Regions from separate parts of the Canis lupus genome. Here region 2 is linked to region 1. Evidence: chromatin contacts called from public Hi-C data. All regions are on one chromosome and are shown on one strand. The core of a region is the stretch at or near the end of the contact, and the rest is flanking DNA. Distances in the headings are between cores, read along the strand shown.

Region 1 (7,603 bases), core at 2,736-5,235:
TGACCTCGCATGGCTCCGGGCTCTGGGGGCTGTTCTCCCAGACACCTGGGCCACGGTTGTAGTCTTTCTTAAATCTCACTTGGTACTCACTGTATCTGCAGGTTTCCCCGACTCGAGTTTTATGTGGCCCTTTCAAGTGGGTGCATAATAATGGGTTTTGGTGAAGCGCTAATAAACACAGGGATGGAGCACTGATGTGACCCAGATGCTTCGTGGGCTATCAGGAGTCCTGCTCTGCCTCCCGCAGTGGGCTGGGAAGTGGGGAAGCAGAGATGTGGGGAGTGACTCCCCGGAGTCACAGTCAGAAAATGGTAGAGGTAACATCTGAACCCAGGGCCTCCCATTGCACCTTCCTAGGGGGCTTCATTAACCCTTGGTAGCCTCTGGGTGTTTGCACACCTTTTAGTGTAACTTGGCCCTGTCTCTCGTCTGGCCTCCCTGGGCCTCTGGAGAGGGACTCTGCATACTTCATGACCCTCCTGGGGCCGATGGCCATGGGCTTCGTGGGTAGGGCCTCTGCCCTGCCCCTGGGTTGCTTCTAGTCACTGGAGAAGGCTCCTGTTGGAAGGAGGAGGGATTCCCTGGCAGCCTTGGCCTTGTTTGTGATTGCAGGTGGGGACTTCATTGTGCTATGTCAAGGCAAGGTGGTCCAGTCAGTGCTCCTCATCTGTCAGAGGACTCCAAGCTGGATGCCATCTCCTGCTACCTGGAAGAATCAAGGAGGGGACCCAGATGTGTGGCCACAATTCCTCATGGCCACCACATAAGAGGGAGTCCACCAGAGGCTTAGAGCAAGCAACATGTTCTTTCAGAGCAGTATATATAGTTATGTACATATGTGATTCCAGTTTCCTCCCCACTCCATCCTCCATACTAGTTCCAAAATGATACTCCCACAGCTCTGCACTTTAGGGTGAGCTTACTATATGCCAGGCACTGCGCTGGGCACTCTACCCTTAATCACCCCCTTTGATCCTTGCCCTAACTGGGAGAGGAGGGACAGTTCTTGGCCTGTATCAAAGAGCCCCAGAGAGGCCACGTAGCCCAGCCAGAGTTCTGGGAGGGAGGGCAGAGCTGGCTTATCTTTGAGTCCTTAAGGGCCTGGGCACAGTGTACTTCCAAAATGTTCCCAGGTATGGGAAGTGCTCAAAGTTCTAAGCTCAAGCAGCCACAGAGAAAGGGGGCAGCCTAGAAAACCAGCCTCAGCGGCCCCAAGGGAGTCCACCCGGAAAGAGACTTACCATATAGTATCGTTCACCCTCAATGGCTCCCACAAAGACCCAGGTCCTGGGTCCTTTAATCCTTTAATCCAGGATTCACCCACTGAGGGCTTAAATCCTGCTCTGGAATATCTATCCTTCTTGAGGGACGCCCAGCCTGTCTTCCAGCCAGGTGGTCTCCTTGAAGCCTTCCCCAGTCTTAGGTGAGGGAGAAGAGTCCCTGCCCTGGCCTCACAGGGTAAGACCCAGTCACTCAGTACTCTTTCCACAGAAATCCTCAGAATCACAGCTCTCCTGGCTGCTTCACATTCCACCCTGGGAGAGGAGCTAAAAGTTGCAAAGTTGATATTCACTAATCTCTTTGCAAGTCCTGCAAAAATGAAAACACATACCCCTATGGTTCTATTCTCAGTATTTTGAAGGTCCATTTTAACTTCTTTTATACTAGTAAACATCGCAGAGTCATGCTGGACAGATACCCTGGGTAGCTCAAGGAAGACTGCAGCTGCCACCCACCCATTGGAGAGCTCATACCAGAAAGACAGCAGTTCCATGTGGCAAGTATGGGAAGCTGTTCAGTAGACGTTGAGAGTCTCCTTCCTCTCACGTGGCCAATATGGGGACCTCAGGCAAAAATGAATTTTTAATTAATTAATTTATTTTTTACTGTCCACACAGAATTTACTCTGGAGGGAAACCCAACTAAAATGGTATCCCCAAGGACAGCTCAATCTTTTACACACAACCAGAACATTCATTCTGGAGAGAAGTTCTATTATTGATAAATCAATCCTTGGTAGATGTAAGGGGATTGTTGAAGGAGATAAATTCTACCATTGGTCAATATGCCATGGATGACCTCCAACCATCAGCACGCCTTGACAGACCTAAAAACATTCAACCCAAAGAGAAACCCAAGTGATATGGTAAGTGTAATAAAACATTCCATCAAAACTCAACACAAGAGAATTCTTCCTGGAGAAAACCTGAGAATGTGACCAGGTGGGCTCAGTTCCACTGCAGTAACAAGCTTACTGCCTTATTGACTGCAAACATTAACCCTGTTCAAACTGTATGTCACGGGTTGGCAAGGGTGCTGCTCATTTCATTCCTATTCACTCGTCAGGGGCTCTGACTACAGAATAGCCATCATCTTCAACATGGCTGGCCACTAATATGAAATATAGGAAGGGACTTCTGAGTGTCTCACACCTCTCAAGTGAATGCACAGCCCAACAGAGCTGCAAGCTACTTCCTCTCACCACACATTGGCCAGAATGAGTCACATAACAGGATCTCACAAGGCTGAAGTCATCTGAAGTGTGACTGGGGTTGGAGGGTCCACTGACAAGATGGCTTGTTCATATAGTTGTCAAGTGGCTTCTGTCTAAAGGGTCTCTCCATAGAATTTCTTGAGTGTTCTCATGACATGGTAATTGAATCCCCCCCATAGCAATTCAAGAGTCCAAGTCACACACTCACTTATGCCATATTCTATTGGTGACACAGACCATTACCGATTCAATGTAGGAGAAAACTACACCAACAAGGGTGTGAATACCAAGAGGGATCATTGGCAGCCCTCTTGAAGGTTGGTTACTACACTATCTAAGAAGCATGTGGAAAAGCTTTGGTGGTGGTTCAACTTTGTCATGCACCAGAAAGTCTATATGGGCAAGGAGTTGAATGGCTACTTGAAAGGTTAGGAGTATAAGAGCCTCTAAGCCCAGTCAAAACCAGGGACTTCATGCTGGGGAAAACTCTTGAGTATGTAAGGGGTATGAGGAGGCCCTGGGGACATTCAATGCAAGTACAATGGACTATACTGTACTCTTGAGTGCTGCCAATATGAACTCAATATATAGGGGATATTATGGGTCCTATGGCAGAGATGGACTAAAATGCCCTGTAATCCCCTTCTCCTGCACCCACAAACATATTTCTCAGGTTTCCTGCAGTTACATGGAGTCATGTGATTGAGTTCTGGCTATTGGAATGTGGGCAGAAGTGATGGGTAACATAAAATGGCCTATATCACCTTCACTTGTTTCATCAGCCAGCTGGTTCTACAAGATTCAGCAGGAAATTCTGATGAAGACATAAGGAATAGAAAAGACCAAGATAGAAAGAGTCTGGATCCATGAATCAAGGACAGCCTTCTGGGAGGGTCACTTGATCACTTCACACTGTGACATGAGCAAAAAAGACATCTGTATTGTGTTCCTGAGATTCTTTGTTACTGCATGTATGATTACCTGCTGTTAAAGGATACATTTTTTTTTTAAGGTTTATTTATTTTAGAGAGAGAGAAAGCAAGCATAGGAGGGAGGAGCAGAGGGAGGGCAAGAAACACAGACCAACTCCTTGCTGAGCAGAGCCCAGCACGGGGCTCAATTCCCTAATGCTGAGATCATGACCTGAGCTGAAATGAAGAGTCAGACACTTACCAGCTGACAGCTATTCACGGTTTCAAGTTCCATAGAAACTAGAAGCCCTAGTAGTTCAGAAAGAACTTCTTGCTCCAGTGATATCCATAGAAAGTTGCTCCTATATTCATCCCGAGTCAATCATGAGGGCCAAGGGGCATGGAATGCTGTGTGCCCGAGTCACGCATTCACACTTGTCCAAACCACCTGGATTGAGAAACTTTTATATAGCAAAGAGTGATTCCAGCATGGACGTGCTGTTCCCCAGGGAAGGGCCGCGGGGCCAGTGCCTAGGTAGATGAGATGCGCACCCCTCCCCGCCAGGCCCCTGCTGGACAAGGTCCATGGGGTTGTAAAGAGGACTTGATGGCCAGAGAATAGACAGAGGTGAAAAATGTGCAACCCTCTGGCTGCAGAACAGTTCTTTCTCCAGATTTGCTTCCCGTGTCTGAGATCCGGCGACCTTAGCATGGAGGTCTGTGTGTCCCTCAGGAAGTGTAAATGAGGCCAGGGAGGGGCTAACGGAAAGGGCGGTGCGTATCCACGGCAACGGGTGCAGCTGGCCGGTCCCCATAGAAACCGAAGGACGCGGGCTGGTGACTGGGGACGAACTCCGCAGCTGCGCAGGCGCAGTGGGAAGTACCGCCAGGGCGCCTCGGTGGGCACTCTGCGCTCACCCCCACCCCGCCCGGTACCCCGCGGCCTGAGCCCGGGTGCTGACCAGGGCGCCGTCCTAGCTGGGCCGCGCCACGTGGATGCCGGGGCAGGCCAAGGACAGTGCGTGAGGCGAGCGGCCGCGGTCCGGCAGGGTTCGGACCCGCACCCGCGGCTCCCCCTGCCGGGCCGCGCAGACCAAGGCGGGCGCGCTCTGGGACCACCGAGAGTGAGGCCTTCGCACCGCCCAGAGGGCCCCGGAAGTGGCTCTGCCGCCTAGGGTTGGGGCAGAAGCGCTGTCACGGGGGAGCCCGTGAGCCTGCGCTGTCACCCCTAGAGGCCGTTCTTCGCCTCTCGCTCTTCCGTGGGCGTCCTCATTTACTTCCGTAGCATCTCTTCCCCCTGCTCTTTCATTCATTCACGTGTTTACTCGTCCCCTTGCTTTCTGGTTCCTCTGTTGCACTAAGCTGCCGGGTCATCCAACTCCGATTCGCTTGTCCATCTATTCACTCATCATTAATTCCTCCTGCTCTCCAGTCTCGCCCCTTAGTTCCCTAGGCCGTGCGCCATCATTCCTTCTTCTACGCATTCATTCATACACTCAGACCTCCTCCCCGCGCTGCTTCTGGGCCTCTGCACGTGCCTTATCCGCAGGAGCATCCAGCCTCCACTCTCAGTGGCCTCCTGGTGTGCTCCAAGCCCAACGCTTCCTGAGACCAAACCCCCCACGTTGGGCATTTCCTGCGCAGTGTTCCTTCCTTTCACCGTGTGCTTTTTCATCCAGCCCCCAATAGGTGAGAGCCCAGGCCTGAGGCTGGGTGGAGACACAAACAGTCACTTGTGATCCGTCGGATGAGAGCCAATTGTTGGTGTGGGAGATGGGGACTGACTGGGAGGTGGCCACAGACCATGGTGAGTAAGGATTTTTGGGGAAAAGGTGGTGGACAAGGCTTTCAGGCAGAAAAGGGGCACACAAGGTGAGTGTGAGGACAGTGGGGAGGCTGGTTCAGTGAAGGCAATCTGGAAGGACCTTCGGGGATTTGGATACCATCCCAAGATGGGCAGACTTCCAGGCAGGGAGACTCAATTAGAGGAGACAGGGCTGGGCAGCTCTGAAGCATAGGTCTTAGCTGGAGGGATATCCCAGTCAGGCTCCATCCTCAGAAACATGGGACTTCTGAAGCCAGGTCCTCTGGTCCTTCAAGAAACAAACAAGGATTTTCATTGAATCCTAATGGCTTAAAAAGATTTTTTTTTAGATAACTATAAATTCATATCTGAAAGAAATAATACAAATAGATCCTGTGTACCCTTTACCCAGTTTTGTCCAGTGGTAGCATTTTGCAGAACTAAGTATGATAACCAAGCTATTCAAATGGGAGTCAAGATACTGAATATTTCCACCACCTGTGATTCCTCCTGTTGCCCTTTCACCCCTCTCCTTAACCCTTGGTTTTCTGTTTTCTATTTCTACAACTTTTTCATTTAAAAAATGTTATATACATGTAATCATATGATAAGTAACCTTTTGAAATTGGTTGATGACTTTTTAATTAACCTTTCTAATATGTACAGTTGTATTGTTGTTGGTATATATTTACATTTTTGTGCAACCATCTCTACAATCTAATTCCAGGACATTTTCATCACCCTGAAAGAAACTCCATATCCATTTATCAAACTCCCATTTCTTCCTCCCCAGCTCCTGGCAGGCACTAATCTACTTTCTGTTTCTTACAGATTTGCCTATCCTGGACATTTCAGATAAATAAAATCATAGAATTTAAAGTCTTTTGTGTCTTGATTCTTTCATTTATCATGATGTTTTCAAGGTTTTTTTTTTTAAGGTTTTTGTATCATATAGGATGTATCTGTGTTTCATTCCTTTTTATGGCAGAATAATATTTGATTATAAGTATCCACCACATTTTGTTTATCCATTCATCAGTTGATGGACATTGACCTATTAACACTTTTCGGCTATTATAGTAATTGTATTAATATATATATATATATATATGACATGTGCAAACTTTTACATGGATACTTTTGTGTGTGTGTGTGTGAAGGACACCCTTCTCAACTTCTTGGTATATTTATAATCTTGACCAGGAGAAAGAAAGAGGAAGAGAGAAAAAGAAATGGGAGAAAGCTCAAATTCCCCTTAGCAAGAGTTCCCTCATCCCCAGCACTGCAACAGATCTCTATTTTTTTTTTAAGATTTTATCAATTTATTCATGAGAGACAGAGAGAGAAGCAGAGACACAAGCAGAAGAGAAGCAGGCTCCATGCAGGAAGCCCGATGTGGGACTCGATCCTTGTACCCTGGAATCATGCCCCGAGACCAAGGCGGACCCAACCGCTGAGCCACCAGGTGTCCCCAGATCTCTATTTTTTTTTTTTAATTTGAAAATACACACAAAATTAAGGAGGGAAAAAATGGCAAAAGGATACCTTAAGGGGGATCCCTGGGTGGCGCAGCGGTTTGGCGCCTGCCTTTGGCCCAGGGCGCGATCCTGGAGACCCGGGATTGAATCCCATGTCGGGCTCCCGGTGCATGGAACCTGCTTCTCCCTCTGCCTATGTCTCTGCCTCTCTCTCTTTCTCTCTCTGTGACTATCATAAATAAATAAAAATTTTAAAAAAAGGATACCTTAAGGTAGGTCATATAGTTCTTTGTTTTCATTTGTGTGCAAAAAAGCTGCCTGGACATGTTTTCATTTCTTTTGGGTAGATACCTAAGAGTGGAATTGCTGCATCCCATGGTAACTCTGTGTTTAGTGTTTAGCCATTTAAGGAACCACCAGAGTGTTTTCCACATAGGCCACACCATTTTACATTCCTACCAACATCTGATTACTTTTTAACATTGGTAATTCATTTAAATTTTTTAAAAAGCATGTTGGAAAGGGTCAGTCAAGCAAGATCTGTGTGCTGGCCAAATCTGGCTATCCAGTTTGCAGACTTTGGCATTCTCTGTGGAGGATGAATGGAGCCAAGTAGTTGAAGAAGCCAGGGCAGAGGCCCCTGAGAAAAGTAGGGAGAGAGGAGGAGATGGTACAGAAGACCACATACTGGGCCCCTCCGTACATCTCTTAAACACATGGACACAAAGGTGGGGACACTTACTTCCTGATTCACTAATAGACACAAGCACCCAGACCTGCAGATCCCATTTATTCTCAGAGTTCTCAGGAGGAGGCTTCATGGCCTGGCTGTGCTCAGAGGCTCACCTTTGTGTCTCCAGGTCCAGAGGAAGTGCCCTGGAACATGTGGCTGTCCTGCCTGGGAGGGGGTATGACG
Region 2 (7,603 bases), core at 3,047-5,546, 40 kb after region 1:
GAGATATAGATGCTCAGAATAATCAGGTGTTAGGCACCATTCTAAACATTTGCATATAGTAACTAATTTAAAACCCACAACAAACTTGGGGTAGGAACTTCCTTTCCATTATATGGATATGGAAGCAGATACACAGGAAGAAAAGATTTGCCTAAAATTTCCCAGATACTGAAGGGACTGGGAAGCTGAGCTACAAATCGAGGGAGCCTGACCCCAGGGCCAGTCTGCTTACAGCCTGCTCCTCCCACACAGAACCAGGTCTCCCTCCTATCTCACACACACTCCTCAGGGAACCAAATGGTCATTCTCTCACTTTATTTGCTAATTATTTTGTAGCTTTTGCAATGGATACTTACATAATTGACTTTCAGCCTTTCTTTCCTCTTTTCTATTACACATACTTAAGGCTATAAATTTCCTTCTAAACACAGAGAGCATTAGCTGCATACCCACAAGTTTGATGTTGCACTTTCATTATCATTTAACGAGTTCAAAATATTTTCTAATTTCTGTTGTGGGTTATTTAGAAATCTGCAATTTCATTTCCAAAAAATTGGGGTTTTCTAGTTGTCTTTTTATTACTGATCTCCAGATTAAGTCTATTGTACTCAGAAAACGTGCTTTAGTCAATTTCAATCTTTTGAAATTTGCTGAGACTTGGTTTGTGACCCTGTGTATAGTTAATTTGGCCAGTGTTCTGCATAAACTTAAAAAAATGCAAAAATTAAAAACTACTATACAATCCAGCAATTCCATTTCTGGGCATTTATCCAAAGAAAATGAAAACACTAACTTGAAAAACTATATTCACCCCTGTATACATTGCAGCATTATTTATAATAGCTAAGATATGGACATAACCTAAGTGTCCATCGATAGATGAATGGATAAAGATGATGTGGCAAATATATATAATGGAATATTACTCAGCCATTAAAAAAGAACAAAATCTTGCCGTGAATTATAACACTGATGGACCCTGAGGGTATTATGCTAAATGAAATAGTCAGAGAAAGATAAATACCATATGATTTCACTTACATGTGGAATCTAAAAAACAAAACAAATGGACATTGTTGGGCCGGCGGGATCAAGGGGGATCGAGAGGCACCAACAAAATGGGGGCGGACCCTCCACCTTGTTGCCCCCACCTCAGAACTTTCCCATCACCAGAAGACTGCCCGAAGACAGTCATCAGGGGGAGACTGGACCTATGCAGGAAACCTGAACCGTACTTTACCCAGACCCCACATAAGGGCATGAGCAGTTATCCCTCATATTGATTTCACCAGTAATATGTCCTAATACTTATCACCCCGTACACACAACCCCTTACCCCTCCCCTCTTAAAAAGCCTGCTTACACTCCCCTACGTGCAACTTCCCCACGGGAGACTCCCTGCTCTCTCGCTCTCTCTCTCCCCTGTGGGCCACAGAACCTCACCAGAGAGCGGAGAGCGAGAGCCAGTCCCAATAAAAGCCTGAGTCCCGGGATCCCTGGGTGGCGCTGCGGTTTAGCGCCTGCCTTTGGCCCAGGGCGCGATCCTGGAGACCCGGGATCGAATCCCACGTCGGGCTCCCGGTGCATGGAGCCTGCTTCTCCCTCTGCCTGTGTCTCTGCCTCTCTCTCTCTCTCTCTCTGTGTGTGACTATCATAAATAAATAAAAATTAAAAAAAAAAAAAAAAAAAAAGCCTGAGTCCCATTAAAAGCCTGTTTCGACCAACTTTTGCCAAGCCTATTTCATCTGACTACCAATCAGATTAAACCTGACAGACATACAAAACAAAACTAGCTGCATATATACAGAAAACAGACTGATGGCTGCCAGAGGAGAAGGGGGTTTGGGACTGGGTGAAAGGGATCAAGAGGTACAAACTAACAGTTATAAAATAAATAGGTCATGGGGAAGTAAGGTATAGTACATGTAATACAGATAATGATATCGTATCAACTTTGTATGGTAAGAGATGGTAACTAGACTTATTCTGGTGATCATTTTATACTGTATATAAATGTTGAATCACTATGTTGTGCAGCTGAAATTAATATAATACTGTATGTTAACTATACTTCAATTAGAAAAATGCAAAGGCTTCCTGGATAAATGATGAAAGATAAAGTAGAAAAACAACTTCATCAAAATTAAAAACTTTCCCAATTTGAAGGACACCATCAAGAAAGCGAAAAGGCAACCCACAAAATGTCAGGAAATATTTGCAAATTATATACCTGAAAAGGAACCTGTATCTAAACAACTCCATAATAAAAAGACAAATAATCCAGTTAAAGAATGGGCAAAGATTTTGACTAGACATTTCTTCAAAGAAGATATACAAATGGCCAACAGGCGACACGAAAAGTTGCTCATCACGGCTACCAGAGAAATGCGAATCAAACCCACAATGAAATACCACTTTACACTGCTAAGATAGCTAAACTTAAAGAGATAACAAATGTTGCACTTGAGCCATGGCCGTGGGCATAGGGACAAGCAAACGTTAGTAAAATAAACTCCAACCCTAAAACCTTTCAGTGATAGCTGGCAACTTCTGGCAAAACTGTGTTTTAGCCCCCAACTCCATCATGAAGCTCTTGAGCCTCTTGTCACCTTGCCATTACTCTCAATCCCCATTTTCTCAGCCTTTGTCCCTGTTACCCTCTTTTTCTAAAATCTCTCTCTGCACTTAATTCTTCCTAGTCCTCCAAATGGCACTTTACCTGCCATCTTCTCCAAGAGCTGTCCAAGCACTTGGGAGCAAGTTAAGTATCTTTCTGAGGGCTCTGGGTCTCTCTTTACCCAGCTCTGGCTATAACCACATGTTGCCCCAGAGAGACTGGGCTTGCTCTTGCTGTAGCAACAGTTTCCAGGGCACGGTCTATGTCAAGTACATCATAGATGGGTGCTAAGCAAATGGAGGAATGAGGAAAGGCTGAGCATGGTCACCCACAGATGTGGGGAATCACCATACAGGGGGAGGGGAAGCAGGAATTTTAGGGATGACAATAAATGCAGCAAGATTCCAAGCTCCTTTTTGTACCTCTGGAGCTCCTGTCCTGGAAAATCACTGATAACAGTCTCTGAGACACATGTACACCCACCTGCCTCAGCCCATTCCCAACATGGTGACCTCATATCAGGTCAAGGCCTCCAAACCTTGAGTGTTTAACCAACTGAGGAGAATGGTCCTTACATGTAGTCACCCTATTAGCTGGCACCTACCTCAGAGAGCTGCTGTGAGGTTACCCAAGGTGATCCATGACAGATGTCCAGTACAGGTCTGGCACACAGCAAACATGTGGTAAACAACCAATCTGTTGACTGCCAGACTTAAGTCCACAGGTGCTGGGGGACATATCCATAAACCCTGCTACGGGTTGTCAAATAACTCCAACTGCAGACACACAAAGCACAAAGTCCCTGTCACCTACTTGGTGAACTCTCTGCAAATCACCCAAATTTCAGTAGGCCTGACAAAATCTTAGTCAATCACACAGTCACACACACACCCTATCTCAGGCATGGTGTCAGTCATACTCCAAACTATGCCCAGACGCACAAAATGCACAGTTAGTCCCATAAACACAGGCCCTCACAGCAGCGCCGTCACAGCGGAGGATGCCGGCACAGCCACTCATAATCTCAGCCCGTCAGTCACACGGTAGATGCTCGCGGTCACACCTGAGGTCACACGGCCAGCCACACCCCCACCCTCTCACTCATAGCATCACAGGATCCCCTGGAAGCTCAGGCCACCGTCTTGGTCAGCCGCATAGGACATCCGAAGACCCCCCCCACCACCACCACTCCCAGGCTACCAGTCAGAAACGCACGCCCGCGATGTGGCCGCTGCCGGAGCCCACAGGCAGGCTGCGTCCCAGTCAGCGGCTCCCACATCCGACAGGGAGTTCCACACTCGGTCCGTGCGTCAGTCAGTCGGTCCTCCAGCCGCGCCGCTGGTGGTTAGCGCTTCAAGCCCCCGTCGGCGAGTAGGGCCCGCCCGTCTGGCTCAGGCCGCCGCGGGCTTCGGGGCCTGGCGCTTTCCTCTCCCGCCGCGACTCCAGCGGACCGCACCCCGAGCAACCCCCTCACCCGCGCAGCTGCGGCCACTTCCGGGAGTGCTCTTGGAGGCGCCTCCTAGGCTAGGCCGCCTGCGCGCCCGCTCGCCGGGACCATGACTCCCAGAATGCGCTGCGCTGTCCAGCAGACGCGCCTGCTAGCCAGGATTACAGTTTTCATCAGGTCTCGCGTCTCGAGCTCCGCGGCCCCCAAAGCCCCGACGCCGCCGTCTCGTCCTTCTGGACCACAATCCCCAGAAGGCCTCGCGTCCTCCCTGCGCGTCCCGGGGCACGCCTGGAGTTGTAGTCTGAACGGGACAGCTGGCTGAAGGGTGGGCCTTTATTGGGTTGTGGTGGCGGTGAGCGGAGAGTTGGGCCGGGGTCTGTGCGGGAGGCAGCACCGTGCATGGTGCGTGAAGGTAAGGGGTGCGGGTGTTGGTGTGAAGAGTGTGCATCCTATATAGTGTGTGTTGCTTTCTGTGACCGTATACAGGTGATTCCATGTGTTTGTCCTGTGCGACTATAAGTGTCCTAGAGGTAGATTGCGTGTGTCATTCCCTATGACCACGTGTGTGGGTAGTTCTGTGTGTATGTGAGAGAGACCTCCGTGTTAGTCACCATATGTGATAATCCTGCAGCATTCTGTGTAATGCTGTCACATTGTGTAATGGTGTCTGTGAGACAGAGATGTGGTGCCCAGGAGGGCCTGATAGAGCATGAAGGTCCCAGACTGTGTATGACAGTCACATTCTGGGATATACTGGGGGTTAGGTTAGGATGTTAACATGTGAACTTGGCGGGGCACAGTTCAGCCCATAATGGGGTGAAAGGGCATTGGTATGAGTGTGAGGAGGCTTCTGAGGAGAGGTATCCATGCTGTCTTTAGTGAGAGGAACTGCAAATATGGCCAAGGGTACGGAAGGAGTGAAGAATTGAGCCAGTAATTTCATCCACTTCATCAAGCCTTTTGATTTCTTTTCAGTTTAGAAAGTCAACAAAGTGAAAAAACAAAACAAAACAAAAACAAGTCAACAAAGTTAACAACCTGGTTTCTTGCAGATAAGAAAGGTAACCACAGAGCATATTCAAAGACCTGCTGCGGTTCATCATCGTAGTAATAATGGAGGTCATCAGAAAAGAGATCTCATGGGGTTCTGCCTTCGAAGACATTGACACTCCTTTTTTTTTTTTTTTTTTTGGTAAAGATTTTGTTTATTTATTCATGAGAGGTAGAGAGAGAGGCAGAGACACAGACAGAGGTAGAAGCAGGCTCCATGCAGGGAGCCCGATGTGGGACTCAATCCTGGGGCTCCAGGATCACACCTTGGGCCGAAGGCAGGCTCTAAACCACTAAGCCACCCAGGGATCTCCAACATTGACACTCCTGAGGCCCACTCAGGGAACCAGAACAGAGGTCCTACTGAGGATCCTTTTCTGACAAGATTTTTTTTTTCTGACAAGAAGATTTAAACAAAGGTCAGTCCCCAACATGGAAACTCCTAGTGTGAGGAGAAGTTATAGGCAGTGAAGTTGTGAGGAGTGTTAGGATACCTTCCAGCCCTATCAAACGAGACAGCATTGCTGTGGAAAAGAAACCACACATGTTAGTTGCATATGGAAGCAGCTTTGAGTGGGTTCCAGAGCCAGCCATATTGTAGGTAGCCTGTGTGGACAGGAAACCCTGCAGGTGTGGCTTGTGCGGGAAAAGTTTCAAGCAGCACTTGGCCCTCTCTGTGCATGAGAGGACACATCCTAGGGAAAAGCCTATCAGACCTGTGGAAACACAGGATTCACACAAAGGAAGAGCCCTACCAGTGTCAGGATTATGGAAAAGCCTTCAAGTGGAGCTCATCCTGATCCACCATCAGTGACACACAGTGGTGAGAAGCTATTTGAATGCATTGAGTGTGGCAAGTCCTTTAGGCAGAGTTCCACACTCATTGAGCAGCACAAGTTCCACACAGGTGAGAAGCCCTGCAAGTACTTGGACTGTGTGGCAAAGCCTTCAAGGGCACTGCAGACCTCAGCCAGCACCAGCGAGTCCATACAGGTAAGAGGCCCTATGTGTGTGAAGAGTGTTGGCACACCTTCATGTGCAGTCAGGCCTTCATCCAGGGTTCATGGCTCAGCCAGCCCCGACAGAGTCACACAGGTGAGAAGCTCTATGAGTGCCCAGCATGTGGCAAGTCCTGCAGCTTACCTTGTTGAGCACCAGCAGGCCCATGCAGGTGAGAGGCCCTATGCCTACCTGGAGTGTGGCAAGGCCATGAGGCCTTCATCCAGCAGTCGTAGCCAGCACCAGTGCATCCACATGGGTAAGAAGCACTCCATGTGCAATGAGAGTGACAAGGCCTTCTGCTACAGTTCATACCTACCCATCACCAGAAGCTCCACACCAGGGAGTGGCACTGGTGGCCATGTTCTCTCCATGCCCCACATCAACTACCATTGTCTTGAAGGCCTGAGGCATCTCATCTCCCTCATCCTACACCTCATAGATTCTCATTGCTTCCCTTCCCTTTGCCAAGGTTTGTTCCTTCACCTGGTCCTCTTTCCATATTCTTTCCCTTTTAAAATTTAACTCTTCTTTCTTAGGTATAATTCACATACCTTAAGTTCACCCTTCTAAAATGTATAGTTTCACTTTCTAGTATATTCACAAGGTTGTGCAATGATCACCACTATTCCAGAAGGCTTTCATAACTCCACATACAAACCCCATACCCATTAGCAGTCACTCTCTATTCCCCCTGCCCTCAGTCTCTGAGGGCCATTAATCTACTTTCTGCCTCCATGGATTTACCTGCTCTGATATTTTGTATAAATGGCCCCTTTGTGTTTTCTGACCACTGTAGACCACAGCGGTTCTACTCCAAGGAATCCTTTGCTTTCCCCAACCAAGACCCATCTCCTGTCAAGCTCTGTACTGGGCTTTGGCCTGTAGATGGTACTGGCTGCCATCATCTCCTTGGGTCTTCTTGGCCTTCCTTGTGGTTTTATGCCTTCTGTTGTCAAAGGAACAACCCGAAGATGCTGACTCCCAATAATCATAACAATAAACCACACCTTCATTGGGCCCCTTTTGTGCACTAGGCACTCTCTGGGTACTGTCAGTTAACCCAGTTTCCCAACTCTGCTGTGATCATCTCTGCACCACTGAAGGCTTTATTTCTGGCAGCTCCTGCTTGCCAGCTCTCAGCCCTGCCTTTTCTGCACAGCCCCGCTTCACATCATTGATGCCTCCCTACCTCTAAGCAGAACTTGCCTTTCCACCTACCAGTGAAAAGAGCCCCACATTTTTCCTGGTTTTTACTTTATCACTTCCGTGAACCACCTTTCCTATTTTTCACCTGAGTATAATTGGCTGTGCTCAATTGGTCTGGTTGGTGTCTAGAGAGGCTCTATTGGTTTCCTATTGCTCTAACAAATGACCACATAGTGGTTTCTAACAACGAAAATCTATTATCTTACTTTTCTGGAAGTCAGACGTCCAAAATGGGTCTCACAGGGCTAAAATTGCCAGGGTGGCCCAGGTCCAGTTCCTTC

What was found. A called contact is a pair of places that touch in the nucleus more often than the background predicts.
Region 2: a contact with region 1 is called in a Hi-C map of blood, with 2.3 times the contacts expected there. The contact joins the promoter of ZSCAN22 here to the enhancer-like site in region 1. A contact is called at or near these places in 2 of 9 Hi-C or Micro-C datasets (amygdala and blood).

Annotation. Positions count from the first base shown.
Region 1 is chr1:100,331,201-100,338,803 of UU_Cfam_GSD_1.0, forward strand. It overlaps ZNF837 (zinc finger protein 837), which reads left to right. Exons shown (of 4, transcript XM_038527519.1): 4 at 1-195. The coding sequence ends at 3. Among named protein-coding and RNA genes, the nearest start is that of A1BG, 12 kb to the right of the region's middle. Within about 2 kb of position 3,986, at least 11 of the 20 cell types and tissues checked have an H3K27ac peak or open chromatin away from gene starts, as enhancers often do. A contact at or near this core is called in blood, where this site is marked.
Region 2 is chr1:100,370,654-100,378,256 of UU_Cfam_GSD_1.0, forward strand. ZSCAN22 (zinc finger and SCAN domain-containing protein 22) reads right to left here and starts at 4,297. Exons shown (of 4, transcript XM_038527526.1): 1 at 4,092-4,297; 2 at 3,222-3,393.